Regions from separate parts of the Mus musculus genome. Here all the other regions are linked to region 1. Evidence: chromatin contacts called from public Hi-C and HiChIP or PLAC-seq data. All regions are on one chromosome and are shown on one strand. Each heading gives the region's core, a stretch centred on a gene start, on an enhancer-like site or on the middle of the called end of the contact. The rest is flanking DNA. Distances are from core to core; before and after follow the strand shown.

Region 1 (6,005 bases), core at 1,390-3,889:
GGAAGAGAGGAAGAAAGGGAGGAAGGAAGAAGGAAAGAAAGGAAGGAAGAAGGAAAGAAAGGAAGGAAGGAAGGAAGGAAGGAAGGAAGAAAAGAAGGAAGAAAGGAAGGAAGGAAGGAAGGAAGGAAGGAAGAAAAGAAGGAAGAGAGGAAGAAAGGGAGGAAGGAAGAAGGAAAGAAAGGAAGGAAGAAGGAAAGAAAGGAAGGAAGGAAGGAAGAAGGAAAGAAAGGAAGGAAGGAAGAAGGAAAGAAAGGAAGGAAGGAAGAAGGAAAGAAAGAAACAAAGAAAGAAAAGATTGGTTTGAGCAACTACGAAGACCCTTTCTCAAACTAAGAACAAAGAGACTGATCTGTAGCTCAGTGGTGAGTGCTTGCCCACTGTGTGAGGTGCTGGTTTTGAAAGAACTCAGTGGGGAAACCCCCACTCAGCTCCCGATTCGGCGTGCACCCAAGAATCGCGAATAGAACACAACACCTTGATGTAACAACAAGAGGTTTTTTAATGGCGGAGCTCCGGGTCGAAACGTATCTCACACAACAGGAGACAGTGGATTCGACCACGAGGCTTGGAAGCTAGGGGGTTTTATAGAAAAGGAGTGGGGCTGGGGGAGGAATTGGCGCGGTTTCACATGATTGGTCCATTTAAACATCAGCAGCCTGTAACATTTAACTTAGGTCAGAGGGGTGGGAGCTAGGGAGGCGATGGGCTTGCCCGGGCATGTCCTGGTCTGTTCTGCTATGTTCTCAGCCCCAGGTTTCAAAGCTCAGAAACAACTCTTTGGGCTATTTAACATACATTACATGAATTACAGTTTTATTTCCTTTCAGTTTCAATGCCCATGTGTACACAGAGACACTTAGAACTGGGAGTGGGGGTGGCACAGCAGGAAGTTTAGTGAAGATGGTATAAGAAATTATTTTTATTTTTAAGGAATGAGAATAGCACTGAGCAAGAGATAGAGCCAAGTTCTCTTGTTCTCACACCATAAGGGTTGGCTCTCAAAGGCCCACCCCAGGAGGGCCAACTCTACCATGCTGCCCAGAAGATATGCAGGATGCTCCTCTGAGTGCTACCTCTCTTATTCTCACCCCTTTTCATTCTTGCAGTGGTGTGGGTATGGGATCAATGCCTCCTCCAGTCCCCGTTTCCTGCAGTATGTGAGAGAGCCAACTCTATCCCCTTGCCTGGGCAGCTTGGCAGAGCAGTACTGGAAAGCTGGCCCTGGTGACATGAGCACCAGAGGGTCAGCCCTGTCCCCTGCCGGCTGCCACAAGCAGGAGAGCTGTTCCTGTCCCTTGCCTGGGCTAATGAGGAGAACTGCCTCTGGTGAGGTAGGGTGAGGTAGGTGCAAGAGAGTTGATGGGCTGTACAACTGCTGAAGGGGTCAGTCCTGGAGAACTAAAGCTGCAGGATCCCCATGACACAGGGCAATACACACACACACACACACACACACACACACACACACACACACACACAGAGAGAGAGAGAGAGAGAGAGAGAGAGAGAGAGAGAGAGAGAGAGAGATTGGCACTTTATAATTTGCCCTCTAGGCACAATTGCTGGCTGTTACTATATCCTAACTGGAAAAGCATGCCCTTAGCAATTTATTATCTCTGTCTCTCCACTTGCCCTAAACTTCAGTGGCTAATCCTGCCTAGACCCTGCAAAACATCCTTGGCCACCCGCCTGTAGCAGAAGCCACAGGACGGAGCTCCCCCCTGAGACACATGGCTTCTGTGTTCTTCCTCCAAAGCACAGCTGAAAGCGCCTCTCTTCTTTCTTGCTCCTTTTTTCCTCCTAGGACCCAGAAGTCCCATCTGTACCTTCCACCCACCAATTAGCTCCCTGCTTTCTTGACTGACAAATCAAGAGCCAATTGGGGAACAAGACCTTCGCATCAGAACTACTCCCCCTTCACCAGTGAAGATTCAGTATTGATAATGCAGCAGATAGCAGAGGTCTCAAACCAGATCAATGACTCATTGCAATGTATATTATCAGGTAAAGCAACCGAACAAGAGGGTATACTGTGGGACACACCATGATACACCACACAGTTTCACAGCAAGATGAGTTTTTAAAAGTTTTTTTATTTTTCTCTCTCTCTCTCTTTTTTTTTTTTTGTTTGTTTTTATTTTTGTCTTCTTGGGGGTGGTTTCAAGGGCAGAGGGAAGATATGGAGGGATTGAGAGATGAGTGGGGTTGAGATGAATGATGTGAAATTCACAAGAATTCAGTAAATAGTTAAAGAAGAAGAGGAAGAGGAAAAAGAGGAGGAGGCGGAGGAGGGAAAAGACATAGTGCTTAACCCTCCATCCCCATCTGCTCTTATTTGAGTCACTGGTGTCACCTTAAGTGCTCTGCATCTGTCTTGAAAAATTAGAATGAGGCTGTGAATTTTACAGCAAAGCTCTTAAAAGAGCATTTCCTCAGAGAAGGGAAATGACATGGAGCACTGCCCACTGACAGCCTCTTTGACCTCAGAAGTAGCACCTCAATTTCAGTAGTTGCCAAAACAAGAAACAAAAATCATAAAATCCAGATGGACCGGGTGGGAAAAGGTCAGCCCAGCACTGCCAGGAGCTGAGCTAGCAGTGCTTACCAACAGCCTGAGTTGCTGTTACCTCCTCCTCACAGCTGGGTCATCCACCCAAGTGACGTTCTCATCCCCACATGTGTTGATTCTCTGTTGCACGGTAGAGCTCACAATTTATCACACATGGAATTTCGTTCCAGGGGTCACCACACTCCCAGATCAGCTGCACTCTCGCTTCCAAGCAAATGAGGCATGACATAGCAAGTGTGTCCCCGTATGTTTCTCTTTCCCAAATGTGATAGTAAATCAATACCAGTCCCACGGGTTGCAGCGAACGTAAATGTGCTCAATCTGGGCCGGTATACTCCCAGCCTGAGGCCAACAATGGCTGAACAGCATTGAATGCTGAAAGACCGTTCTCTCTCTCTCTCTCTCTCTCTCTCTCTCTCACACACACACACACACACACACACACACACACACACACACACGAAAATGCTTACCCTTTTGAAAATGATATAAGCCCAGGAAGGACAAAGTGAAGCATCCACATTTATAGACCATTATTATACTTCATAGGTTTTCATGGGCCCTTGAGAAATATTTCTGAACAACCTGACCGTGCAATGACAATTCAAAGCAGGAAGCAAGGTGAAAATGTGTGAGGCAAATACAACTGTACTGCATCCAAACAGGAATTCTCTGAGTCATGGACACTACCCACAACAGCGTCAGAAATGTCAATAGTACTAACAGCTTTTAGGGCTTATTCACGTAGCAAAGGCCATAATGCAGTATACTACAGCTACAACGAGGCCCAGGTTTTGCCTGCTTAGATTAACTGTAAGCTCTCAAGTGTGCCCTTCCTGAAAGAAGTCTTTTTGTCAGTGTCATCACTATGAATTGGATGTGCATATCTCTTTATAATGATGTTGACACTGTAGCTGTCAGTGTAATGGTATTTGGGAGTGCTGTATTGGGGAAATAATTGCCCTGAGAGCGGTTGTTAAGAAAAAGGCCCACTTTGTACTACATGAAAGAAAGTCCACACTAGTGCCTAGAAACACATCTGCCAGACAAAGAAGGATACCATTACCAAGGTCTTGAACATTTAGCATCCAGAAATAAACTGCCATTGTTTATAATATCCTGGCTATGATGCTTTTAAATAGTAGCCCAAGATAACTGATATAGTAGATAGCATTTGTCCAACCAAAATATAACAACTGAAACTGGTATCCACCAATAAACCACTCTAGCTTTACTCTGCAATGGCACTGTGCTTTGCACCCACTCGCGTCACCCTCAGTGTTCTCCTTCTTCCCTACCTCTGGTTGATTTTCAGGTGGTTCTTATTATTCCCTTCTCCCTCACTAAAATGCAGCTTCCATTTTCTCCTAAAGACTCTAGGCTGCAAAGCTTCTCCCTCTGCAAATCTATAAAAATGTTTAAAATGTGTATAAATGGAAGCCCACTGCTGCATCTGAAATCCCCTTTCATGTTTGCGCATAATGCCACATGTCCTATAATGCCTCAAAGAACAGTTTCCAATGATGATTTCTGGTCTCAATTCATTGTGTCATTACATTTTAATCTCTGGTAAGGATTCAGCCTCTGGAGGAGGGGGCTATAAGATGACAAAGGCCTGGGAACCTTGTGAGGCTCCCTCTGTGTGATGGCCCCCCCACACCTGTATCCCTGGGTAAGCAGCTAAGCCTTTATCAATTGCTTTTTCAGGTTCTTGCAGAATGTGCATAATCCCTTTGGAATGTTCTCAGCCTTACCCTCCTCACGACCTTGTAAGAAACCAGAGTATGTAAAGATGAAATGCTGGAAGTACTCAGAAAACCTGTTTCCAAGCTCTGAGTAGAAGGTGGTGGGGATTAAAGAGAGTGGGTGACTTAATGTAACTCTGAAACTCGTGCAATAAGTACATCTCAGTTATTTTGCCAAAAAGGAAAAGAAAAATTCCAAGAAAAGACCTCGTAAACATCCCTGCTCTCTATCTATCCCAACCCTGAGGGTGTGAACCCCAACTCAGAGGCCCACCTAATACTAAGCTACAGAAGCCTTTATGTCAGAAGCAGACAGAACTTAACCCAGCAGCTGGCACACCTCCTCAGCTTTCCCATTGGTAAGCAGAGTTAATGGCATACCTTATGCCAGGACTAAACGAGGGAATTCTCCAAAGGGGGCTCTGGCACATAGTGATCCTACAAATGGCACCCAGTAGGCCCTTGCCAAGTGAGTGTATCTGTATCTGTATCTGTATCTGTATCTATCTGTATCTGTATCTGTGTCTGTGTCTGTGTCTGTGTCTGTGTCTGTGTCTGTGTCTGTGTCTGTGTCTGTGTCTGTGTCTGTGTCTGTATCTGTATCTGTATCTGTATCTGTATCTGTATCTGTATCTGTATCTGTATATCTGTATCTGTATCTGTATCTGTATCTGTGTCTGTATCTGTGTCTGTATCTGTATCTGTATCTGTATCTGTATCTGTATCTGTATCTGTGTCTGTGTCTGTGTCTGTGTCTGTGTCTGTGTCTGTGTCTGTGTCTGTGTCTGTGTCTGTGTCTGTGTCTGTGTCTGTGTCTGTATCTGTATCTGTATCTGTATCTGTATCTGTATCTGTATATCTGTATCTGTATCTGTATCTGTATCTGTATCTGTATCTGTATCTGTGTCTGTGTCTGTATCTGTATCTGTATCTGTATATCTGTATCTGTATCTGTATCTGTATCTGTATCTGTGTCTGTGTCTGTGTCTGTGTCTGTATCTGTATCTGTATCTGTATCTGTATCTGTATCTGTATCTGTATCTGTATCTGTATATCTGTATCTGTATCTGTATCTGTATCTGTGTCTGTATCTGTATCTGTATCTATATCTGTATCTGTATCTGTATTTGTGAAAACCTTCCCTCTTCTCACAGAAACCCTGTGAGAAGCTCTGGGTAAGGAAACAAAGGAGTTATTATGGGGAAAGCAATCTGGATGTTGGACTCAATTAGAAGTCTAAAAGTAATATTGTGGCACTGAAATCATTCTGCTACGTGTCGAGAGGTCTGGGTGTCACTCTGGCTTGGAATCCAGTGAATTCTGACTTAGGCTGGACAACTATTTTCTGGGCACCTAGCATTTGCCAGGTACTGAGGACTCAGAGTCCAGTGAAGCAATGTCCCCTTTCTGCAGACACCTACTGAGTTGTAAGAGGGGAAACTGTGGGAATAGAGGAACACTACTCATCATGATGTACACAGGACAGCAATTATAGAAAGGAGAACCATTTGTATTTTCTGTGTGGTCAAAGAAAGCTTGGCCGAGGCCCTTCAAAAGCAACAGTAAGAGCAAATGGGAATATACTAAGTGGGGGGTGGTTAGACAGATTAGTACTTTTGAGTGAACAGAACTGGGTGAGTTCTTTATTGTATGTTAGGCCTCAGTTTCCCCTTATAAAAAGCATTTATGCT
Region 2 (6,005 bases), core at 1,621-4,120, 670 kb after region 1:
CAACTCTGGCTCCACCCTCTGCCCCTCTCCCATTGCACTTAAGAAATCGAAGTGCTGTCATTCTGAATGTTTCAACAGAGACGTGATCCTCCGGTTCCTGCCATCGCCACCCCTACCCCCACCCCTCACCCCTGCCCCCGCCAGCAGACATAAGAGTCCCCACCAGAGAGGGGCTGGGGTCTCAGGGCATGAGCAGCAGATCCAGTGGATAGGGCCAGCTGGCCTGCCCTGTCCTCTGCCCTTTCACTTGTCTCCTAGACTTCCCCTGCTGCTGGTCAGCAGCTACACCCCCCAGCCCTCTTGTCTGCATTTCTTTGTGGGAACTGAGGGGAGCACCTTCTAAGAGGCCTTCCTGCACCATGACCCTGCCTGGCGGGTTCTCCTCCCACTAGAACCTTCTTTCAACTCTCTGGCCACAGCCAGAGAGAGGCCTGTCACTGGGAACCTAGCTTTCTTTCCTTCAGCTCAAGGCCAGAGTCCATCCACAGAGCCCAGAGCCATTCCCATCTCTTCTGCTGTTCCAGAGGCCCCCCAAGGAACCAGCATGGCGGTACCGCCAGCCCCCCTGGGCCACCCAGCCAGCGGCCCTGCAGAGCCTACCCCAGCCCCACCCCCCAGGGACCTCTCATACACTGGCCGGGAGGCTGCAGAACCTGCCTCTCCCTCCCAGAGGTCCAAACCCCTGCCAAAACCACGTGGGTAGCTGGGAGGGGTCAGCTCCGCTGCCCCCTGCTGGTTTTTCAGCTATCCCTATGTTGGAAGTAAAAGAGTTGAAGCACTTTATTTTGGTTGTGTTTGATCACGTTCTGCTTGGAAGTGGGGACCCCTCACTGAGTCCACCTGTGTGCGACCTGTGTGGAGAGCCACTGCGTGTACATACTGTAAATTATTTATTAACGGCTAAATGCAAGTAAAGTTGGTTTTGTTTTGTTATTTTTCTTTTAGATGAGCTGTTGGAGTTTATTTTCGAAACAGACTTTGGTCCTTGCGGGGTGGAGAGGTGAGGTGGGTGGGTGGATGTGTCCCCACTACAAAGTGTGTCAAGACGGGGCTGTGTGGGCCCAAGTTGTGTGAGCTGTGAGATGCAGCTGTTTAACCACCATGGCCTTCGGGGACTGAGATTACCTCTCTTCCTTCCTATGCCTGAGCCGTTAGAAGGACTTGGTTGGTCCGTTTCCCCTTGCTCTGGGCACGTCAGGGCAGACCGATGTTATACGATGAAAGGCTGAGAGCTGTTGTCTAGAACAGAGTCTGGAATGGAGGAGGGTCTGCGGTCCATAATGGCTTCATCCAAGCCAGCATGACCGAGAAGCCCCAGCCACAACTCGACCCCTTCAACATCCCTTAGCACCCAGCCTAGGGGCCCAGTGATGTGCTCTGATAGCACCACTGTCCAGACGTGTGCAAAGCCAGGCTCCCTGCTGACTACGGGCACATGTTGTCGCCGTGATTCAGTGTCACGGGACCCAAACCATTTAACAGATTGAAGATCTGTGTGAGATGTGCCCCCCTGTACCATGCCCTCCCTGTCAAGGGCAGAGCCAAGGCATACACCTAGGTCAATTTTGCTTGTGATACTCTGTTCAAGTCAAGTTTAAGTCCCAGATAAGTAAGCTTGGTCAAGTCACTTAACCCTCTGAGGCTCCCAACAGCTCCCAGCAATGTCTTCATCTGCTCCCCAGAGGAGAGGAACCCGCAAGACTGGGGAGGAGACGAAAGGCCAGTAAGAGGAGAAATCCAGAGAGCATTTATGCCCACCGGACACACAACCTCAGCACCAGATGTGAGGAGAGAGAGAATGTTCAAGAGCCTTGCTTGAAACAAAGAAACAAGCAAAACCACAGGCTCTTAAACAAAGACCCTGAAGGGTTGATCTAGGAGGAAAGAGCTAAATGCACCCACTCTCCTGCATTGTCAGTCACCAAAGGCCTGGCCCCCCCAGTGGTCAGTGGGATTGTTAAAGAAAACAATCCCAGGGGAACAGCATAGCAATGGCGGGGCCATTGGCCCGAGCCACACGCTGGACAGACTGTGGAAAAGCCAGGCCCAGGCAAAAAGTCCTTCACTCTCCATCAGATGAAAGTGCCATGTGACACTTGCCAAAAAAATATGTGGGGCTTGGAATTTTTTTCAGGCTCCTAAATTTAACCCACAAGAATTCTTTCCTAAATACCACACCGCTCACTGCCCTCCAGAACAGGGGAATTTGCATCTCAAATGTCCGGGGCCAGCACCTTAAGTCTGAGTGCTCCAGTCTTCCTTGTGCATGACAGTTGCTCTGAGTTAAGTCTGAGTGCTCCCATCTTCCTTGTGCATGACAGTTGGTCTGAGTTAAGTCTGAGTGCTCCCATCTTCCTTGTGCATGACAGTTGGTCTGAGTTAAGTCTGAGTGCTCCCGTCTTCCTTGTGCATGACAGTTGCTCTGAGTTAAGTCTGAGTGCTCCCATCTTCCTTGTGCATGACAGTTGCTCTGGTGCAGACCTGGGCCGAGGCCAGTCAGCCTGGCAACCGAAGAGCTTTCGCATAGCCTGTGAGCTACTCTCTCTCTCCCACTCCATCCCCAACTGCCTATGAGTATGTAGCTCAATGTTAGGGCCCTTGCCTATGGTGTGAGAGACCTTAGGCTCCTGGGTTGTGCTCCCCCCACCCCCACCAGAGCAAAAACAAGGAAAAGAACTCTTAGGCTTCTCATATCACAAGCCAGAGTTTGTAAGGGTAAAAACCAGAAAGGACTGATCAGCGAAATCTGATAACTGCCCGGGTAAATTTGGAGGGAAAACTTATCTGAAGACTGGCAGAGGTCCAGGAGAGCCAGGCAGCACTGGAGCCTGTCTCTCAGGCCCAAGCATGGCTCAGAGCAGCGGCTGGGCATGTGAGCTTGGGCAGCAGGCTGACTTGGCATCGGAGCTGGGCTCTGCCTGTTGCTAGCTGTGTGGTCTCCCTTGGATTTTTTTTTTCTTGAGCCTTAGATTCCTGATCTGTAAAATGGAATTACACGTAGCCACCTCCCAGGGTCCTGTGGAAATCTAATGAGCTAATTCCTGGCACAGATGCCCAACATCAACAAGAGAACCCACCGAAAGAGGTCCCGGTGGCAGTGGTACCCAGGAACTTAGTCATTGATGAATCCATTTGTCTCGGGACAAATCCTGTATTCTTGCTGGGGAGATAAACCAATAGTTGATACTTACATAATCTAACGACCCACATGGCAGCAGACTCCAGGAAGAGAAGCAGGTACATTCTGAGTGGCCGCCTAAGGAAGGAAGAAAAGGGATGCTCCTCTTTGGAGGGGTAAAAGGCATGTGTGACTAACTCACCACACGAGTTTCTGGAGCAAGGCATGTCAGAAGGTGGAGAAAGCATTCTACAAAGAGCAGAGTATGCGGGGGTGTGTGTGTGTGTGTGTGTGACGACCTGGAGCAGCCCAGCCCAGAGCTCATAAGACCTTGATCCCTCTCGCTGCCATAGACCTGAGAACCCTGAGCAGTGGCTGAAGAAGGTAGGGAAGCATATAGCTGCTCTCAGTCCCCTCTCATTCCTCCTTCAGGAACAGGATGGCTCCAATCCTCTGGACTCTGGTGGCAAAAAAAAAAAAAAAAAAAAAAAAAAAAAAAAAAAAGAGAGAGATCTAAACATTGGAAGAACCGGGCAGCATGTGGGTTATCTGCGGTTAGGCTGGAGTCTGTGTGCGCCTGCTGCCCTCTGCAGGACAGTTCTAGAATTACACTTACTCTGGGATGCTATGTCAGATACAGAGATGGTCCCACCTAGGGAGGCATGCTAGTGAGTTTTCTGTCAGCCTGAGTCACCTGGGAAGAGGAAACCTTAATTAAGAAAACGCCTCCATCAGATTAGCTTATAGGCAAGTCTGTAGGGGCATTTTCTTGATTAATGATGATGTAGGAGGGCCAAGGCAACGGTGGGTGGAAGGGACCACCAGGGCTGAGTGTGCCACGGAGGGCAAGCCAGTAGGCACCATTCCTGTGGCTTCTGCTTCAGTTCCTGCCTCAAATTCCCGCCCTGACTTCTCTGCATGTTTGGAAGGGCTAAAATGAAACAAACCCTTTTATTCCCCAAGTTGCTTTTGGTCAATGAAGTGAAACATGAAGACTCTTTGGAAAGACAGTTGGAGGGTGTTTTGTTAGGACAAACACGTGAAGGAATGTTTCATTAAAGTGGACACAGGTGTAAAAAGCTAAGGCGGATTCGTGAAGGAATGCTTAGCTGAAGCAGACACAGGAGAAATGATGTTCTACTAAAGCAAGCACGTGAAAGGACGTGTGATGAAGGATTCTTGGCTAATGACAGGCATCGTCCACCTCACATTGCATTTGTCGGGAAACCATGGAGAGAAATGCACCAAAAACTTGTGGCGGTGTGCTGTAGTTTGTTGCCACTTTCAAGGACTCGGGCTGACTGGATGCATGTGCTGAGGCAGGACACGTGGAGGACACGTGATGCTTGGAGGGTAGAAATAGGACTCCACAGAATGACGAAGAGAGCTTGGCTTGCTGGTACAGCTGGCTGTGTAACGCTTGTGGGTCTCTCGTCTTCACTGATCTTCGCTTCCCTGAGAGATGCACAGCTGAGAACTTCTCCCGGGGCCCCTTCTGCTGTCTGGAGCTGAGGCTGAGGCCCGGCTGTCTCTGCTAGGTAGTGTCACTGCTGTTGCTAACCTGATTCTTCTGAACTGGGCTCCTGGTGCATCTGTGAGGTAGTTTATCTGTGAGGTGTTTGCGAGTGGATGGAGCTGCCACTGCCTGCTAACCTGTGAACTGAACTGCAGATTTCCAGACAACAGACAGGAGTTGCTCCAAATAACCTTTCTAAACAAGTCCACTTCCCTCTACCCCCACCCCCATATCCTTTTTACTAACTCTGAAGGGGGGGGGGGCTACAAGAAAGGTTAAAGCGTTTAAGAACCATCATTAAAAACAGGATTTGAAAAAATTAAAGTTACAAGTCATTGTGTTTATCTCTGAAATAGAAAGCAAACATGGACAGGTTGCAGGAGTGGTCTCCATCTTCAGTGCGTCTAGTGGCCCGACCATCCTCTCTAACAATGTGACCAGCCAAGCACATATTATGTATCCTGCAGGGCCTCCATCACGGCTACCTCTGTTGGCCCTTGGTGGGGCTAACAGAACACACATCTTGTAATCTTGCTTCTTTTCTCCCTTAGGTGGCATTTTGTCTGCTTGCAGTTTGCTTGTCTAGAGTACCCACCCCACTTAAAATAAATTCCAAGAAGGCAGGCCCCATGCTTCTGTTGAGAACTCCCTCCAATGAGCAGCCTGTCCCCAGGATCTAGTTGTAATTGTGTCCTTCTGACACTGAAGCTCTTCGATGGCTCTGTCCCTGCTGGGCTCCAGAGCAAGCGGTGGCTTTACAGAAGCCTCTTGCTCAAGCCACTGGAGCTTGGTGCTGGGAAAGGCCTGACCTCTGAGAAGGACAAGCTTTGTCCTGGTCACCCCGACCTCCCCAGCTGTCCTCTGGTTCCATCCCCAACTAAGAATGGGACATTGTCTCCTGCCTGGTGGCCTTCTCTCTGCCCTGTATGCACTCATACAACACACCAATTTGCAACTGAAGCTGCTTCACAGCAGAGATAAAATGGGGTGGGGGTGGGGAGGACACACTCTGACTCCCATGAATTCCTTTATGCCACCCAAACACCACAATAGTGCCTGTAGTTAGCAGGAGTTCCAGGAAAGGCAGAGAGCTCATGTGAACTCCCCATGCTTGCTTGCTCTGAGGTATGGCAATTTACTCTGCACACACTGCAGGTGAAGACCATTGTTTTTGTTCCCAAATAAAGCCAGAAGTGTGGCCAGGGACAAGCCACTTGGACACATTAACAGTCCAGGACATGCCCGGGACCTGTCACCTGAGGGAAAGTCTCACCAGCAGGGTCTGGGCAGGGTGCCACTATGATCAGGGGCATACAGAAAGGTTTTAGCTGGTCCAGCCACATCCACAGCCTACTCCACAAAACCATGCAA
Region 3 (6,005 bases), core at 2,016-4,515, 650 kb after region 1:
CCAAGTTTTCAAACTGAAAGTCAGGACTCTCCACATGTCTCCTGGGTCCCAGGCACACCAGGATGTGGGCTCCCTGGTTGCATCCCCACCCCACCTGGATCTGGGACCCCGTTGCCCAAGAACATGAAGTCTTCCCTGCAAAACGGTCTCCATGTAGTCCTATGGCCTAGAGCTTGGAGTCCTCTGCCTTTTTCTGCACTTTTCTGTTGCCACGTTGTAACCACCGGGGCTGCCTTGGTATCTTACTCCAATCCCATCCCTGATGGACCACACTCAGAATCTGGAGGTCCTTGTTTGCAGCGTCCAGGAGGGGCATCTCTGATTTCTAGACCAAACCTCATTCCGAAAGGATCCAGCACATCCCAGCCCCTTCCTCTTCATATTCTACCCCCTTTCCCCATGGGATGCTCTATGCCTTGTCTTGTGCCACCCAGTTCTGGGTTGAACACTCACATCCCCTGTCCCTGCCTACTTGACCAAATTCTAAATTCAATGCATGCAGTCCATGTAGACTTTTGGTTCCCAAGGCTCATGGGTCTTGGGTTTCTGTCTTCTCAGCCTCTAATTCTATATGTTAAGGATGGGAGCCTATTTTCTGCCCTTTTCTTCCCTCCTCCCCCACACTCCCAAGCTTGTTCATCATAGTCCTGGAAGCTACAAAGCCATTAGGGTTTTTTTTTTGGGGGGGGGGTTAATTTCTTTTGATTCTGGCTTTTGTTTCCACAGGACTACCTCTGGCCTAAACACCCCATATCTCCCCCAAATACTGTTTCTGATTATAAAAGCAGTAGACATTTTAAAAAGCCAAAGACCAAAAAAGATTTTTTTAAAAGCACTCAAAAAGTTGTCCTCTCACCAACTCCTAGTTAGCATTTAACAGTGTCCTTCCAAACATAGTACCTTCACACTTTCCCAGATACGGCTGCGGGGAGGAGAATAATAATCTTAAGAGTTCTTCAGTGGATTGCATGGCCACAGAGAACCAAGAGCTTCCAGTCGCCCAGTTAATTTGACTGAGTGTCCTCAGGAACCATCATTCCTGATGAGGAGGCAGAGCTGGAGGAGGCGTTACACACAGCCAGTTACCCAGCAGTGCCCAGTGGCAGATGCCAGACTCCTGCCCTTTGCAGATTTTGGATAAACACGGTTGTTAAATTTGCTGTATAGCCTGTTGAAGCTCTGCTGTTGAGCTGGTGAGCCTTAAGATGTGGGTTGGGGGAAGGGAATGCTGGGGCAAGAAAGAACTGTGGGACTGTGATCCTGGGCAACCGTATGAAGAGTGGCCTCCCAGTTCCCACAGTGCATTGCAGTGCTTTCTCAGCCCCCAAAGGCCTTTCCTGTCCTTTCTGGTCCTCTAACTTTGGTTTCCAAGATGGAAACCTGGTCAGGGGGACAAGGCTGAGAGCAAAAGGGAGCTTTGGGGCACTGTCACGGGGCAGGGAGACATGCCAGCAGGGGTTCAGTGATGACTCCTGACCTGTTTCACTCATGCTAGGACACCTAGACACTTACTACAGGGCCATTCTACATAGAAAGGAGTTCAGCGTTGTGCCTCCCACCTGGATACCAGCCTGGCATGCGCTCTTCCAGTACCTGCAGACTGCAGGGAGGGAGACAGTGTGCCTCTGTGGTGGGTTTTTGTTTCTTTTTTTCTTTTCTTCTCCTCAGAGGTGTTTTGACCTGCCGCTGAGCACAAAAGCCTAGATGGCTGGAAGCAAAGTCCTGACTATAAAGCTGTCACCTCAGGTGTGAGCCTGGAGTTAGTAACAGGGGTCATGCTTCAACCAGAACCACCACAGCTCTCACCTGCAGCTTCATTGTCCTGGGAAAACCTTTCTTACCTCCCTTACCACTCGTGCCCAGGGCTGTTTTATTTCTCCCCCAAAGCAGGATGTTCCTGGGGTGAGGACCTTGTCCCTTTGCTTGACCCCCTATGGGCCCGTTACCCAGGCGTGCTCTCAGCCTTCGGTTGATAGGCAGCCTATGCCCTCCCACTATAGGGCGGAGTCAGGGCTTTCCACGCCCACCCTTCTTGCTCAAGCGCTGTTTCTCCACGGCTCCTGTGGGAGCTGGGGAGGGTGGCCTGTTTGGAAAGCTGAGGTGTGCCCTTCTCCTTGGCAGTCAGTCATCAAGGGTGCTTGCAACAACTTGGCATGTGTGGAGGCTGAGGCAGGGCAGCCTTGGCAGGGTGTGACGGAGGAGGCAGTACTGTCCTGCCCCCGGCTCTAGGAGTGGCACTTAGCCACTTCTGTCCACGCTGGGTAGGCAGTGAGTTCACCCTCCAGGGCCCGGCCCCCCAACAATTTTGCCTTCTCTTCCTGGGTCACCTGAGGTTTTCCCCAAAGCTCCCTTTTGCTCTCAGCCTTGTCCCCCTGACCAGACTCGGAAGGAAGCACGTACAATTCCCAGTAGAGCTAACGGGTGGGAAACACATTGCCATAAAGTGGCGGTTCTGGGGCCCTTAGGCTGCCTGGCCCTGGAATGTCACCCAGGAGCGGTGATCCCTTCTAGGATCTGCAGTGATAGATTAAGTGAGGCAGGCTACGCAGCACCTGGGAAAAAATCCAGTCTGCTGGGTGTGTCCCTCTCAGGATCTGGGGCCAAACACCTGGGTGTTTACGCCAGGATGATTGAGTGAAATTCTTGCAGGAGCGGCGCCAACAGGGAGCCTCGGGCATCTGTCCTTGTCCCGTAACACCCCCACTCCATCCCCACGCCCACCAAGATTCATTACTGTGGGACTAGAATAAGCAGGAGACCCCTACTTAGTGCCCTTCCCCTACCTCCTTCAGGATGCTGATGCGACCCGTTTCCAGAATCCTATCTAAGGTCTGCTTCCCGCACTAGGTGGACAGTGAGGAAAGGGACACGGAGACTTCAGACTTCAGGGTTGGCCCCTCCCCGAGGCAGGCAGACTTATAGAAGATTCCTTCCACCCGCCTGTGTCCTAACTGAAGCTATTGCCTCTTAAGTCCTACTGTTCACTAAGATAGAGCACCGGTGCTGGGGCTGCCTGCCGCTGGGGCTTTCTTTCGGAGCTCGTCACTGGCTGAGGTCATCTTGCAGGTGCTTCATTCCTAGGCTTGCCAGGAAGGTGAACTCCCCTCCCCCTCCCAAGGGCGGTTCCACCGAGGGAGCTAAGCTTGGGAACCGTAAGGTTCCAAAAGGCCGAGGCACACAGCAGGACACCGCTTACACTTCAGAGTGCCAAGTGACAAAGGGAACAGAAAGAGCTTGCTGAGCTTACAGTACCTCAGAGCCACTCACATGCAAAGAAGCTAGAGGCCGGAGGAGAGCAGAAGGGTGGTGGGAACGCCAGCAGTGGCGACTCCAGGGACACCTTTCCTTTTTCATCTAGTGCCCCCTGGTGGCAGAATCTATCAGGATGCCAGCCGATTAGCGGGCGTGGGGGCTGGGAGGGGGACGGGACGATTCCTGTTGCACCGGCAAAGGGCAGTGATTTGAAGTTGGGCAATAGCTGCCTCTTGAGAGTCTTCACTGATAAGGCCATGCCTCCATCCAGACTTAGATGAAACATTCCAGAATTCGTTAAGGCCAGCCCCACCTAAGCACAGAGTGTGTTCCGAGAACGGCGTCCATCACAGTTCCCAGCGCACATCAGGAGCCAGATCTCCGAGCAAGTAAATCAGTTCAGACAGTCGCTGTGCAGGCAGAGTTGGAAACGTCTTGACCCTGGAGCTTATGTTCCAAGGGATACTTACCTCTTTAAGAGAAGGCAAGGCTGTCTCCCTCCCGTAGTACCCTGCCCCTCCCCTAGGCCTCTGAAACCTGATCTAATCCCTTTGCACGCGGGTAATTTATTGGTCTATTGGGCTTTTCTTGGTGGCAAATTACATTGTCTTTATTCCTAGGCTCTGGCCCCGGAGTGCCTCGAGGAATTCCTAAGACTCCTTTCTCATGGTTGATCCTTCACACCCCCTCTGGGCCCCGGCAAAATAAGTTTTATTGGGATGCTTTGTCATGCAAACAGGGTGGTAATAAGCAGGCTATTATTCCGAAAGATTGGGCTTGATTAACAGCTCAAAGGAGGACTTGAGAACAAACGGATCTGTTGCTGTACTAGCAGAGCAGATTTTTTTTTCCTTATCATGCGGGTCCATTTAGTATTCTGAGATCCTGCTTTGACTTTCTGCCTCCCAGAGGGGTTGCCATCCACCGAAAAGTAATGACATCTGAGCCTGAGCCATGTGGCTCAATCCAATTGGGAGGCACTGTGGAGCTCTACCTTTAAAATGTGAGTGGCCAGCTATGAGCGCATACATGCTCCCTGAACCCTGGATACATGGGAGACCCAGGGTTCCACCAGACAGAGTTGGACACAGGTGGGGTTGGGCGGGGCGCGGTGTACGCATGACATCTGAAGTCTCAAAAGATGCTTTCAGTGTGAGTGCTGTTCTCGGAACACACTCTATGCTTAGGCGGGGCTAGCCTTACAAATTCTGGAATGTTGCATGATGGTATCAGCAAAGATTATCAAGAGGTGCAATTCACCGGGTAGTGTGAGAGTCAACAGGGACCCAAGAAGCTTCCTCAGCCCCACAGTGATTAGAAATAGAAGAACTGAGTGAGAGAAAGACAGAATCAAGATGAGGAGGGCCTGTTTATGGGAGATTGATGGACCGATGCGGGAAAGATGTGTCCTGTAGCCACCTTCCTGAGGCCCTGAATGAAGCTGGCCAGGTTACTCAAGGCTCCCAGAGGAGCAGCTGCCAGAGAAGGTAGCACGGAGAAGGAAGCCTGGGGCACCTCTGTGTATATCAGATACCGAAAGTGGGGTGGGGCCATTACATTTTAGCCTAGATCTGGGGGGTTCTACAGGAGGGCACGGAAAGAACTCCCCGAGAAGCAGCTGGAAGCATCCGGGACAGGAAGCACCCTTTCTGCCCTAGCGATTTTAGGACATGTTCAGGGGGTTCCTGTGGGTGAGTCCAGACAGGGCCACCGTTTCTGCAGGCCTATGGACTCTCTTGGTCCAGATATCATTCTCAAGATTATAGCTGAAGATTGGAGGGTTAATGATAGTTCAAGACAAACAGTGCCTTCGGCTGAGCTTGTGAAGGGGGCCAAGATCCGTGAGGCACCTTTGTACTTAGATGAGGTAATTCTCCAGGTCCCAGGTCGTGAGAGTCAAAGGGGACCCCAGGAGGTTCCTCAGCCCCAGAATGATTAGAAATAGAAAAACAGGGTTGCTGAATGGCTCAGAAGGGTGAAGGGGCTTGCCACCAATACTAACCACCTGAGTTAGTCCCACAACCCACGTGGTAGGAGACCGATTCCTACAGGCTGTTCTCAAACCTCCACATACGTGCTATGGGATATACACGTGCACACATCCATGCCTGCATAATACACACACACACACACACACACATGTAAAAAGTATTTTTTTAAAAAAGAAATAGGAAAGCCGGGCAATGGTGGCGCATGCCTTTAATCTCATCACATGGGAGGCAGAGGCAGGTGGATTTCTGAGTTTGAGGCCAGCCTGGTCTACAGAGTGAGTTCCAGGACAGCCAGGACTACACAGAGAAACCCTGTCTCGAAAAACCAAAAAAAAAAAACAAAAAACAAAAAAAAAAACAAAAAAACCAAACAAACAAACAAGGGGGGGGGGGAGGAATGAAAGAAAGAAAGAAAGAAAGAAGGAAGGAAGGAAGGAAGGAAAGAAAGAAAGAAAGAAAGAAAGAAAGAAAGAAAGAAAGAAAGAAAGAAAGAAAGAAAGAGGAAAATGTTTGAGATTCTAATCATGTCCACTCTGGGCCTATTGGCTATCAAGTGAGGTGAATGCCACTCTCTTGTGTGTAATGCCCAGAAAAAGAGCGTTAGCCTGCCACTGTGGGGCAGTGAGCATCCTCCTGCCAAGCAGAAAGCGTTCAGGGCTGGCTCTCCTTTGTTGGCACAAGCTGCTGTAACTGCTATAAGATGTGTCACACACTGGAGCAATGTGTGCATGAACACTGGCCTCAGAAGGCCCAGTTTACTGC
Region 4 (6,005 bases), core at 1,428-3,927, 620 kb after region 1:
GCAAATCTCTGCGTTCGAGACTAGCCTGCTGCATAGAGCAAAATCCAAGACAGCCGGGCTACACAGATAAACTAAAAGGTGGGAGGAGGAGGAAGGGAGGAAGGAGGAAGAAAACCTGCTATAGATATACCTGTGGCTTCCACGTCCTAGTTTGCTACCGCTGTATTTCAAACAAACGAAACGGTCTTAAACTCATTTTAGCCTGCTTCCTGTTCCTAAGGAATTTAGAGTTGAAAGAAAAACAAAAGTTCCGTGGAGTTTTAGATTAGGAATGTTTCTAGATGGTTCTTGAAGCCATGCATGGTTGTTATAGACACACTCAACACACCCCATGGCCTTATTTAAAGTCAGTGCTTATGGGAGTATTTCAGCTGCCTGTGCAGAGAGTTCCGTGACAACTGAGTATGGAACAAGTGGCATTAATAGTCCTTGTCTTCACCCCCCCATGCTCATCAAGGTAAATCACTCTGGCTTCCGCCACTGACCCAAGGTTGAGCTGAGATCAATCCCTCTTGGTCTAGGAAGTGGACTGTTTATACCCCAAAATGAGGGAAAAAAACCTATCAGCTACTTTCTAACAATGGCTTTTGAATTGTGAAATGTTGGTCATGTCCAAAGAGCATTTTAAAAACCCAGGGGGTGGAGGGAGGTCGGCCATGGCAGCTGCCATCTTCCAGTAACTCGCCAAAATGGCGAACACAAAGGGAAAGAGGAGAGTCACTGGGTACATGTTCTCTAGGCCTTTTAGGAAACATGGAGTTGTTCCTTTGGCCACATACATGCAAATCTACAAGAAGGGTGATATTGTAGACATCAAGGGAATGTGCACTGATCAAAAAGAAATGCCCCATAAGTGTTACCACAGCAAACCCAGGAGAGTCTACAATGTCACTAGCATGCCATGGGCATAATTGTAAACAAGCAAGTTAAGGGCAAGATGTTGGCCGAGAGGATCAATGTGCGGATTGAGCACATCAAGCACTCAAAGAGCAGAGACAACTCCTGAAGCGGGTGAAGGAGAACGATCAGAAGAAAACGGAAGCTAAGGAGAAGGGCACCTGGGCTCAGCTGAAGGGCCAGCCTGTGCCATCCAGAGAAGCACTCTTTGTGAGGACTACGGAAAAGAGCCGGAGATTTTGGAGCCCATTGCATGTAGATTCGTGGCCTAATGTACAAAAAGGAAATAAACGACTAAGACTGCAAAGTGTTAAAACAAAACAAAACAAAACAACCAAAACCCAAGGGGGAGGAGGAAGAAAATGACCCAAGTGATAACAATTATTGTGCCTCTGCTATACACCAGGCTCTCCTGGGTGCTGAGGATGGCATGATGACCCCAAGGTGGTTCCTGATCTCTTGAGTATGATGAGAAGGCCACAAATAAAGGTATAATTACAGATTGATGTCAGAGCTAGGGAAAACAACACCTGGGATTTGAGAATTGGGGACAGGGTTGGAGGAGTGTCCCCAAGCAGAGGATGATAGAGTACAAAAAGGAAATGTAAACACACACACACACTTTCTTGTACAACTCCCTTATTTATAGACAAGGAAACTGAGGCTCAGCAGACCTAAAAGATTTGTCCAAGGTCGAGGCTAATTTTAGAAACGGGGCCAACTGCAAGGCCCAATCCCTTCCTGCTAAAAGCACATGGAGTTTATTTATAGCTCAGTTATAGACTAGTCTAATTCATTTGGCCAATAAACGCAGAACATTGAGTTCAAAACCACATCCCTTAAGACCACAGCATAAATAACGACGAGGGTCTTAATACGGACGATACCTTTTCATTAAATACAGAGTTCTCATCCTATCAAAATTCCAGCGCTTGGTTCAGATTAAGAGAAGATCGGGTCGTAACCCCTGTATAAAATATCCTGGCAGCGCTAACTGTTCAGTGATAATTTGAGTGTGAGCTGTGTGTCCCGGCTGACTTCACACCCCAGCTAGGGTTTCAGACCTATACGTGGTGTTGGGGTGAGACCCTGGAGATGAGCTGCTGGCGGCTGGCTGTGCTCTCCACTGTGTGCGTGAGCTGCATGAAGAATCCTTTTGAGAAGCCCGGAGTTTCCTCTGGCAATCTATGCGAGAAGGGTGCGGGGCGGGGGAGGAAGACGCTGTGACCGGAGGTTACCTCTGAGCTGGACTGCAGAGGGAGGGGTGGGGGAGTACAAGACAGTCTGTTTACTCCAGACTGCGTGTATTCGCGCACTGTGCATGCAATATACATATTATTTATTTTTTCCAATAAGATTCTAAATAGGAGTAAAATCCCTATAGAACAAAGGTGACTTTCGGCAGATGTCAATATTTATCCACGATTGGAAACCTCTAACCACCGTAGGCTCCCAGGTTGAAAACGTGGACTCCAAGCCACCTGGCTCAGGGTTAAGAAAGTTGGATGCGTTAGCGGAAGGGAGGGTCGCTGCACTTGCTGCTCGAACCCTGGGATCGCGAGCCCGCAGGGAGAGTGTGCGCTTTCTGCAGGCTCACCCCCTACGTCCTCACACACCCACTAGCGCGGATCAGCAAGGGTGGGACCGCGGCGGGGCGGGGCCTTTGGAGCCCAGACCCCACCCCTCCCCCTCCCTCTGCTCCGCTCCGCCCGCGCTCGCCCCCCCGCCCGCTCCCGGGGTGCCCGGCCCGCCCCCTCCCTGCCGCGCGCAAACGAACCTCGCGACGCCGCGCTCAGCGGTGGCGGTGGCGGCGACAGGCCGGGCGAGGCAGCAGGTTAGCCCGGGCCGCCCTACTCTGCAGGCGTCTCGGAACTGCAAGCTACGCCGCCCGAGCCCTGCGCCCGGGAAGCACTGGCCAGCCGGCCGCTCCTGAGGCTCGCTCCTCCAGGCGCTCGCAGGCATGCAGCCGGGGAGCAGGCGGAGCGCCCCGGGTCGCTACTGAGTCCGCTGAGCTGCGGGGACCAGCGCCAGCCGGGCCCCTCCCACCTCACCCAGGGGCCCACGAGCGACCGCCCTACACCTAGTCTTCGCGCGCAGCCCCGCCAGCGCCAACCCCCCGCGGGCTGGAGGGGCTCATGCAGCCGCCAAGGTAAGCGCGGACAGCGGGGGCACGGGGTCCTGAGGTCCCCAAGGCGCTGCGGACACTTGCGCTCCGCCGCCTCACTGATTAGTGGCTCCCCCAACCCGGTGTCTCATCTCACACACTTAGGGTTTTGCCTCGGATGACTCGCCTTCGCACTTGGCAGCAGGAAAGTTTTGTGGTTTGGTGTTTTTTCTTTTCCCCCAGCCCCCTAAGATGCTGCCATGAGGGCAGTAGGCGCTGCGCGTGGCTGGGCAGACCCGGCGCCTGTCCCACCCACTGTGTACCGCCTGGAGCTCTCTCTCCTGCGCGGCCACCTCTTCCGGAGGCGAGAGCCCCCCTGACCCACAGAGCTCTTGACAGATCTGATCACCCCGCTGACCCACGGTGAAACCGGATTCTCTCACTTAACCCAGGCCCGGGTTGCAGAAGCTGGAAATGAACGCACCTGCCCCGGGGCCGTCGGCATTGTACATTGTACAGTGTGAGTGACCCTTGCTTAGGAGCGTCCGGTGTGCTAGACTTGGGGTGGTGGCTAAGGGGCAAGGGTCCCAAAAGGTCCGACGTTCCTAAGAGGAAGGCAAGGCACCACGAGGACTCAGCGCCTGACTTGAGCCATGGCTCATCCCTGAGTGTTAACTAGGGGTAGAGGGACAGGTGTATTGGGGGACCGGTGCAAATATGAATGACACTTGGATGCAACTCTTGATTGCATCTTACTAGAGTAGTTGCATTAGATTTTCTCGACGAGGGAGTCAGTTTCCTGAGACTGGAACTTTAATGGGAGCCTGTGTGCTGTTATTATGTGGTGTGGTTTCGGAAGGCGTTGGATTGTATTTATTTTATAAATTGGGTGTCTTGAAGCGGATGGATTAGGGGAAATATCGCCATCTAGCGGAAATGGTGATCTGTACCTTCCTCACAAGCCATGAAGTTGGGCGTTCTCAAAGTTCCCCTATATGAGGAGATGGAGAGATGGGAACTAGCCAACGTGTCCAGAAAGACTGTTTCTCTAGTGCTCAGGCCATCCTGTAAGCGGGGCTTGAGCACCCGCTGCCCGGAGCTTAGCTCTCAGGACCGAATGACGAATTGTATTAGTGGCAGGATATCACCTCCAGGACTGCCATTCCCTTCTGTGTAGTTTTGGGTTCTTCTAGCAAAAATAAAGTAAACGGTCACCTGCCTTTGTCCCTAGGCATCTGGTCCAGGGATCTGGCAAGCCTGTCACGGTCACTTTACTACTCTCTAGTTCATCTGTACCTATATAGTGATTTGTGAAGTTAATGTTAAGCCCTGACTCTTAGAAAAGAGATTAGATGCTAAAGTGTGCTCTTAGGGTAACTGAAGAACGGGAAAGAGCGTCATGCCATCTCCACTGAAAGGGAACAGTGTACCCCCAAATGGCCTCTTGGTTTTTTTGTTTGTTTGTTTGGTTGGTTTTGTTTTGTTTTTTGTTTTTTGTTTTTTTCACACACACAAGGGGAAGAATTTCTGCTGTTCAGGCAGGCCTACTTCCCGGAATGACTGACAGGCAGGATGGCAGCAGTTGGACAAAGGCTCTGGGTGGGGCACCCACGCATCCCGGCGGGCAGGCTGCACGTTCTTTAATGGCTGGATTTGCTGCCACCTTCCAGGCCTGCGGATACTAGCAGGGAATGAGTTCTCTGTGTGAAGGGCGCTCCGGCTCCTTGGAGGGCATCCTGGCTTTCTGCCTGTGATAAAGCGCTTTCTCCGAGAGGCTCCTCTGGGCTTCAGTGGTAGTAAGCAGGGATCCGGCCTCTTTCTTTGCTCTTTTCTCGTAGGTCTTATGTGTCCCAGGCTGTTATTTACTTGTCTATGGAGCCAAAAATGACCTTGAACTTCTGATTCTCCTATCTCATCTAATACATGCATTGTTGGGAATCAAACCCAAGGCTTTTTGGGTGCCGGGCAAGCACTTTAGCAGCTGGGCCACATTCCAAGTTCCAAATCTCCTTTTTTCCCCCAAAACTCTGCCCCTTCATTTCCTTCGCAGATAAAGGCTGGCGCTATCTATCACTCCTAATACACGTGTGGCTCATCTGTCCATCCTACCCCTGCTGTCCTGTCTTGGCTCTGTCTCTCCACTCTCACATATTTGTTTAATAACATGACAGAAGGGTTCCTAGACCAGCTTGGAATCTTATAAAGGGAGCATATCTGACTTTCATTGCTGCCTGCCCGGGATGTAGGTGGATACAGAAGGAAATGCGGCATGGAGGTTCCTACTGAATGTGATTCCTGAGCCTGCTCTACAGCAGTCTTCGGCAGCCCAGGTTCAAAATTAAAGAAGTGGAAACTGCGCATCCCTGACACCAGGACAGGGCATGATGAAGCCAGGATGCTCACTGCTACCAGGAAGCAGGCTGGCATTTTCATTTCCTGGGAAGAAAGGATTCCAGAGATGTGTAGGGGCGTGGCCATAGTGCTGAGTCTAAAGCCCGTGGGTCTCAACCCCCTTGGGGATTGAATGACCTTTCCACAGGGGTCACATATCAGATATCCTGCATGTTACATATTTACATTACAGTTCATAACAGTAGCTAAATTACAGTGATGAAGTAGCAACAAAAATGATTTTATGGTTGGGAGGTCACTGTAGCATATTAAAGGGCCACAGAGTTAGGAAGGTTGGGAACCACGGGTCTAAAGTGCTCTTTTCTGCAACAGCCTTGCTAAATGAATTAGGTTCAAGCACATTTTAAAAACCGTACACGGCTGCAGAATCTCATCCTGCCTTAAAGTGTGCAGGGTAGACAATGAAACAGGTATGTCCCTGAAACCTTCCAAAGTAGGTGTGGGCATGGGTACATCCAAGTGAAACGGCACAGCTGGAGGAGGGTTGTCTGAAAGCATCATAGACTCATTGGAGTATGTTAATTCTACTAAATACTTTAGGACAAAACCCTTTTAAATGGAATTGTTCAGCTTACGTTCGTCTGCTTCTGTT
Region 5 (6,005 bases), core at 1,102-3,601, 520 kb after region 1:
TATTTACACTTCCTCCAAACATCACCCTTCACCCGTACTTTATAAATGCAGAAACAGAAGTACAGAACAGCTCTTTTTAACTTCCCCCAAGATATTCCAGCTTGAGTGGGCAAGTAGTTCCTTGAGTCGAGGAGCTGGTGACTATTGAGGGACGTGGATGAGAAGATGGGATATGAAGATATGAAAGATATGATTCAAAAGATATGAAAGCAGGAAGAAGCTGGATTGTAGCCATCTGCACATATCATGTTAGGAATTCACACACAATTTAACGAACCCTGAAAAAACAAAAGATGATGCAGGGAGCTGGAAAGGACTCCAGGAAGTTGGTGCCATGTCCCACATGGAAAATTTTAGAGCAAGCAAGGTTGGGGGTGGAGTTCCAGGAAGCTAGTCAGATGATGTGCCCTGAAGTGGGAGATAGGAGCCAAGGTAATTCCAAGAGCCATTGGTATGGTAGGTCTAGTCAACCAGGCTCTACTAGCAGACATGATTGATTAACAGAGGTGAAGCAGGAAGGGACAAAACATAAGAGGGGACTTCCACAAAATCATGGGTTCCATGTCAATGGTGTGGACTACCAGAAGAATTCTATGAGAATGTTCAGTAGGGACTAGGTCTTATCTTCCACTATTTGTGGACAGAAGGCTAACTCAAAGTCTGCTGAAAGTTTACTCTCTTAATGTGACCAGAATGTTCCCAGGGACTGGCTGCCTCATCCACGTAGTGTTTGGGAAGAACTGTTGTTTGCTGTGGAAAGCACTGCTGTGGAGAGCATTGTGCCTGAGTCCTCCTAGCCTGTGTGCCTAACCATTTCTTTTTAATTTTTTTTCACATAAATGGATGTTTTGCCTGCATGTCTTAGCTGTGTGCCTCAAGCATACCTGATATTCTTGGAGGACAGAGGAGGGCATCCAATCCCACGGGGGCTGGAGTTACAGATAGTTGTGAGCCATAATGTTGGTGCTGGAATGGAACCCAGGTCCTCTGGGAGAGAAGCCAGTAGTCTTACCAGCTGAGCCATCTCTCTGGCCCCGTGGATTCCACTTCAACAGTGACTGGTTTTGGTCCTCCCAGGAGGGAGTTCTGATCCCACAGGCCCTGGTGAAAGATGACTAGATGAACTTCGCTGGACTATTCTTCCTTTACTCAACATCCTGAATTTTCTCTTAAACCCCAACTCAGATTTGATCCCAGACATATTTGCCCAACACTTTAAAATCACATGTGAGATATTAACGAAATTTAATCTGTATCTGTCTTATTCTTTCATGCTTAACGCATTCGCACACTGTGGACAAACAGCTACTTGAAATCCAGAAAGCCTTTTTTGGACATTTTATCTTTTGTCTCACACATAGGAAGGAACAAGCTGCTAAATATAAACAAGCTTTTTCTCTAGGAGGTTTAAATCTGATTTTAAAGGTGTTTTAAGACAGAAGTAAGAAGGGGATAAAAATTCAAGAATAAGGGGGCTGAAGAGATGACTCAGTCAGTAAAGTGGTTGTATGGACCTGAGTTTGGATTCCCTAGCACCCAGGTAAAAAGCCAGATGTGCTAGCATAGACCTACAATCCTAGCATTGGTGAGGCAGGGACTGGGGGCTTCCTAAAGCTCACTGACCTGCTAGTCTTGCTGAATATGTGAGCTTCATGTTCAAAAAGAGAGCCTGTCTTAAGAGATAAGGTAAATAATGATAAAAGGAAGACACCCACATCTGCTTCTGGCCTCCATATACACGTGCGCAAAATGTGCACATGTGTGTTCGAGCACACATACATATATACATACACACAGACACACACACACAAACATATACATACTCGTACACTTCAAACATACAAAAGCAGAGAAGGAAAGAGAGAGAGAGAGAGAGAGAGAGAGAGAGAGAGAGAGAGAGAGCGCATAAAGCATTGTAGGAAAAGAAAAACTGAAGCACTAAAGCCAGGGGTGTGGTGGGAAATACCAAGGTCACGAACACCATGCCCCATCGCTACCCCATTGACTTCGTGTCTCTCCATGGGAAAACACATTTTCTCAGTAGATAAAATCACTTGAAGATGCCAAAAGAGCAGACACGCTGAGTGACAGGGCTGCTACTTGGTGGATATTTCCAACCATTCCGAAAGGCTTATCTGTTAGTCACCCTGCTGTCCTGGACTGACCTGTGCCCCGCACCCCCCCCCCCTCCGGGGGTTCTGTCCCTGCAGGAGAGATCGCTGCTGGTGCATGAACTGTTTGAGATTAAATTATTTTTATTTGGGAAGTTTGCCCCTTCTCAGGAGAGAAACAGCAGAAGTAACTCTGACTCGGTATTTATTTTACAGCTGCTGACACATCCCAGGGTTATGAAAGATGTCTGCATTCTTTCCCTCTCATTTAGCCAACACTTTGGAGAACTCACTTTTGGGCTCTGCTCTTCGCTGCTCTCTTTCTTTCGAGAACAGACTGACCTTGGCGGTCTTCTTTTCTGCTGAGTCATGCACCCAGCACCCACCCCTGAGCCATGAGCTTGTGGAGATTTGAGGCGCTAAGTAGCCAAGCAGCTGAAGCAAGTGCTTCTGGAAGGAGGAATCCTCAGCTGGAGAAACTTAGGGCAAAATGTAGCTTTTGTATCCAGACCTAGGATCTCCGAGCCCCCTCTCCCACCTCCAGTCTCTCTGACCACAGCCCCAGTTGTTTAGGGACTGTGGGACCCCCCAGTGACAGAAGGGTCTCTTGAAGAATTCACTTGGGCAACTGGATGATAACCAGTGTATATTACTTTGGGCTAAAGTCAGTATTTTGTAGATAAAAGTTATTCTCATAATACAGTGTACACCAAATAACTGAAGCCAGATTCACCAATCTGACCAGGACAGTAAGATAACAGGGCAGGAGGTGGTCTGTTTTAGTCAATGTTCAATTGCTGTGAAGAGACACCATGACCACAACAACTCATATTAAGGAAAGCATTTAAATGGGGCCAGCTTACAGTTTGAGAGGTTTAGTCCATTATCATCATGGTGGGAAACCTGGCGGCATCCAGGCAGACATAGTACTGGAGAAATAGCTGAGAGTTCTATATCTGGATCCGCAGGCAACAGAAAGAGAGAGACACTGGGCCTAACTTTAGACTTCAAAATCTTAAAGCCCACCCCCAGTGACACACTTCCTCTAACAAGGCCACAATTACTCCAAAAAGGCCACACCTCCTAATCCTTTCAAATAGTGCCACTTCCTAAGTGTTCGAATATATGAACCTACAGGAATCATTCTCATGGTCCAAAAAATGTCCTAAGCCATCTCACTTCAACTGTTCCATCTTGTTTGTATCAGCTCCTCAGCTCTTATGTACATGGAGATATTTAAAGGGGATTTGCCCAGAGATTTTGATCTGCTGAAACCAGCTTTGGTGACATATCGTATATGCATGCACATACACACACATACACACACACACACACACACATACACACACACACACACACACACACACACACACACACACACACACACACACATGCAGGAGAAGAGCTGTATGATGGTTGCTGGCTGGTTTTGTTTTGGTTTTTGGGTTTATTTTAGTCTTAGACTAAGGAACTATCATCATTTTTTTAGTATGTTCTTGATGCTACTTACTTATTAATATGCCCCAAGGTTCTCCCACATAAAACTTGAAGTGTCTCAGGAGGGGAAAAGCATAAAATAGGAAAGCTGTCAGAAAAGAACATCACAACCAAAGAAATGTAATTTGTATTGGAAAGCATAGGCAATCCTTCAAGATGTCGCCAAGGACCCACCATCCTTCATTGTCTGCGTCTAACATGCTCTGAAGTTAAAATTCGGGACAGAAATGAGGGTGCACACAGTAACCATGTCAGGAGGATATAATGAACCTCATTAAGTATATTCCTAAAGTCTTTCAGTCTCCCGGGAGTCTTGGAGCTCAGTGTGGGAAGAGCAAATGAGACATCCAAGAAAAAGACAAAATGTATTGTCAGGTGGTGGTGGCGGTGGTGGTGGCAGCTGTGCCCACCTTTGATCCCAGCACTCAGGAAGCAGAGGCAGGCTGATCTCTTGAGTTCGAGGCCAGACTGATCTATAAATTAAGTTCCAGGACAGCCAGGGCTGTACAGAGAAAGCCTGTCACTAGAAACAAAACAAAGCAGACAAAGCAGGTTGACATGGTCTTCAGATAGAAAGCACCCATCCCTGACAGACATGCCAGTGATCCCTGGGTAACACTACCCTCTGTGACCAATGTGACCAATAGATGTCTCTTTCTTCCTGGCCAACAGCAGGGCCCACTTTCCCTATGCAAGAGAAGCAGGTATCTTTATGCTTAGCTGAGCTTAAGGAGCACATTTCAAACCCAAACTCACCCACCAAGAGGTTTTCCTAAGAGGCCCAGCAATCAAGACGCCCCCTCCCCTGGAAACAATACCAAGCAAACTAGCCATCAGAGAGGAGAGATCAAAGTTTGTCTGAAAACCATTCTACATGACTAGCCTCTGCCTCAGACAGACTAGACCCAGATTCCTCATCTTTAAAATTCAAGCTCCTTCATAAATGGCAAGGTAAATATACACACCCTAGGGTATACTGGGAGAGGCTGAGCATTAGATGCATACAGTAGTATAGAATACATTATGGGATGAAATGTACAATTAAATTGGAAGGGTGCCTACCCAGAATACATGAAGCCCTGGGTTCTATCCCCAGTACTACATAAGTAGGATATGGGAGTGCATCCTTGAAATCCCAGCACCATGGCGGAGGAAGCAGGAAGAACAGAAGTTTAAGATCATCCGCAGCTACTTGGCTGAGAGCAAAGCAAGCCTGGGCGACCTAAAACGTTGCCTCAAAAAACAATTTTCACCACGTCAAAAATACTGTCTCAGAGGTATCATCTTTCATATTACAAAGTATTTTCTATTTTTCATTTTTCAACTGTAACAAATGACAATGTGAACCCTGTGCTCTGCGCTCTCATGTGAGCCCACTGACACGCTGTGCCAGCCTCCCTCCACTGATACACTGTGCCAGCCTCCTCCCATCCTTCCCAAGCCAGGCTCCGGGTCCTCTCTGCCCATAGCTTCTTGTCAGTCCTGAGTATTTTTAGACCTGGCTGACTGGCTCCTCTTTTTCAAAAGGGCAGGACGAGCGCTTGGCACCAAGGATAGCAGTTTTCCAATTTGAAAAACAAGTCTCTGGTTTTGTGGTCACACTGACACTCGGAGAGGCCAGTTGGCTGCACCTACAGACCCTAAGCTGTCCTTGTAGAGCAGTATCTTTCAACCTGTGGGTCATGACCCCTTTGGGAGCCAAATGACCCCTTTCACAAGGGTCGCCTAACACTATCAGAAAACACAGACATTTACATTACAATTCATAACTAGCAAAATTGCAATTATGAAGTAGCAATGAAAATAATTCTATGGTTGGGGTCAGCACAGCATGAAGAACTGTATTAAAGGGCTGCGTCCTTAGGAAGGCTGAGAAGCACTGCTGTAGATGCTGGCTGGACCACCTTCTCTCCCTGTTGCCCATGCCTTACTCCTCAAGAGCACCTGAGGCACCCAGAAGAAGAGTACAAATGCTCTGCAAAGCAACATTACTTTTATGTCACTTGTTTTGTATTCTCCTGCCTCCCCTTCCCCAAACTACTCCCCCACCCCCATCCCCACCCCCAGGCTTTATAAATTTTGCTTTTTCCTCTGCATGACTATGGAACTTTCTATAAACCAGTGTCATAGAACTTATCACATGATTTCCATTTTTTAAAATTCTGTTTCCCCTGTTGAAATGACTGATAGTTATCTTTATATCACCAACTCCTAGCACCAACAGCAACTATTTGGCCAACAGGACCCCACTCCCTCCTCCCATATCTATGGCAGACATGACTAATCAATCATGACTTTCTTTGCTACTGAGCCTAAGTAAAGATGAGTTTTGACACAGTGACTGCAACAACTGGAAGTGGCAAAAGAAAGAGAGAGAGAGAGAGAGAGAGAGAGAGA

Evidence for each region. A called contact is a pair of places that touch in the nucleus more often than the background predicts. HiChIP or PLAC-seq counts read pairs in DNA pulled down with a chosen protein or histone mark.
Region 2: a Hi-C map of muscle stem cells shows a contact between it and region 1, with 5 times the contacts expected there. The contact joins two enhancer-like sites. A contact is called at or near these places in 6 of 484 Hi-C or Micro-C datasets (muscle stem cells, stem cell-derived neural progenitor cells, stem cell-derived neural stem cells and 1 more).
Region 3: a contact with region 1 is called in an H3K4me3 HiChIP or PLAC-seq map of embryonic limb bud, with 5 times the contacts expected there. The contact joins two enhancer-like sites. A contact is called at or near these places in 6 of 39 promoter capture datasets (hippocampal neurons, liver, second pharyngeal arch cranial neural crest and 2 more), 4 of 484 Hi-C or Micro-C datasets (cochlea, muscle stem cells and uterus) and 12 of 115 datasets of contacts at active chromatin or transcription factors (the NIH/3T3 cell line, craniofacial prominence, differentiating embryonic stem cells and 8 more).
Region 4: a contact with region 1 is called in a Hi-C map of muscle stem cells, with 5 times the contacts expected there. The contact joins the promoter of Rgma here to the enhancer-like site in region 1. A contact is called at or near these places in 12 of 39 promoter capture datasets (the HPC-7 cell line, cranial neural crest, embryonic stem cells and 8 more), 11 of 484 Hi-C or Micro-C datasets (the AML12 cell line, embryonic fibroblasts, muscle stem cells and 2 more), 10 of 115 datasets of contacts at active chromatin or transcription factors (craniofacial prominence, embryonic basal ganglia, embryonic forebrain and 6 more) and 1 of 9 other capture datasets (embryonic stem cells).
Region 5: a contact with region 1 is called in a Hi-C map of muscle stem cells, with 2.0 times the contacts expected there. The contact joins two enhancer-like sites. A contact is called at or near these places in 3 of 484 Hi-C or Micro-C datasets (muscle stem cells and uterus).

Annotation. Positions count from the first base shown.
Region 1 is chr7:72,748,987-72,754,991 of GRCm38.p6, forward strand. The region is part of intron 3 of Gm36865 (a long non-coding RNA gene); the gene reads right to left. Among named protein-coding and RNA genes, the nearest start is that of Gm36865, 75 kb to the right of the region's middle. Within about 2 kb of position 2,640, at least 29 of the 459 cell types and tissues checked have an H3K27ac peak or open chromatin away from gene starts, as enhancers often do. A contact at or near this core is called in embryonic limb bud, muscle stem cells and neural tube, where this site is marked.
Region 2 is chr7:73,418,956-73,424,960 of GRCm38.p6, forward strand. It overlaps Rgma (repulsive guidance molecule family member A), which reads left to right. Exons shown (of 4, transcript NM_177740.5): 4 at 1-944. Among named protein-coding and RNA genes, the nearest start is that of A730056A06Rik, 46 kb to the left of the region's middle. Within about 2 kb of position 2,871, at least 44 of the 459 cell types and tissues checked have an H3K27ac peak or open chromatin away from gene starts, as enhancers often do. A contact at or near this core is called in muscle stem cells, where this site is marked.
Region 3 is chr7:73,396,421-73,402,425 of GRCm38.p6, forward strand. All of the region lies in intron 2 of Rgma (repulsive guidance molecule family member A), which reads left to right. It overlaps LOC115486533 (a long non-coding RNA gene), which reads left to right. Exons shown (of 2, transcript XR_003946803.1): 2 at 1-6,005. Among named protein-coding and RNA genes, the nearest start is that of A730056A06Rik, 24 kb to the left of the region's middle. Within about 2 kb of position 3,266, at least 133 of the 459 cell types and tissues checked have an H3K27ac peak or open chromatin away from gene starts, as enhancers often do. A contact at or near this core is called in embryonic limb bud and muscle stem cells, where this site is marked.
Region 4 is chr7:73,372,843-73,378,847 of GRCm38.p6, forward strand. It overlaps Rgma (repulsive guidance molecule family member A), which reads left to right and starts at 2,678. Exons shown (of 4, transcript NM_177740.5): 1 at 2,678-3,046. The coding sequence starts at 3,033. It overlaps A730056A06Rik (RIKEN cDNA A730056A06 gene), which reads right to left and starts at 2,932. Exons shown (of 2, transcript NR_040325.1): 1 at 2,675-2,932.
Region 5 is chr7:73,273,725-73,279,729 of GRCm38.p6, forward strand. No RefSeq gene overlaps it. Among named protein-coding and RNA genes, the nearest start is that of 4930429H19Rik, 34 kb to the right of the region's middle. Within about 2 kb of position 2,352, at least 39 of the 459 cell types and tissues checked have an H3K27ac peak or open chromatin away from gene starts, as enhancers often do. A contact at or near this core is called in muscle stem cells, where this site is marked.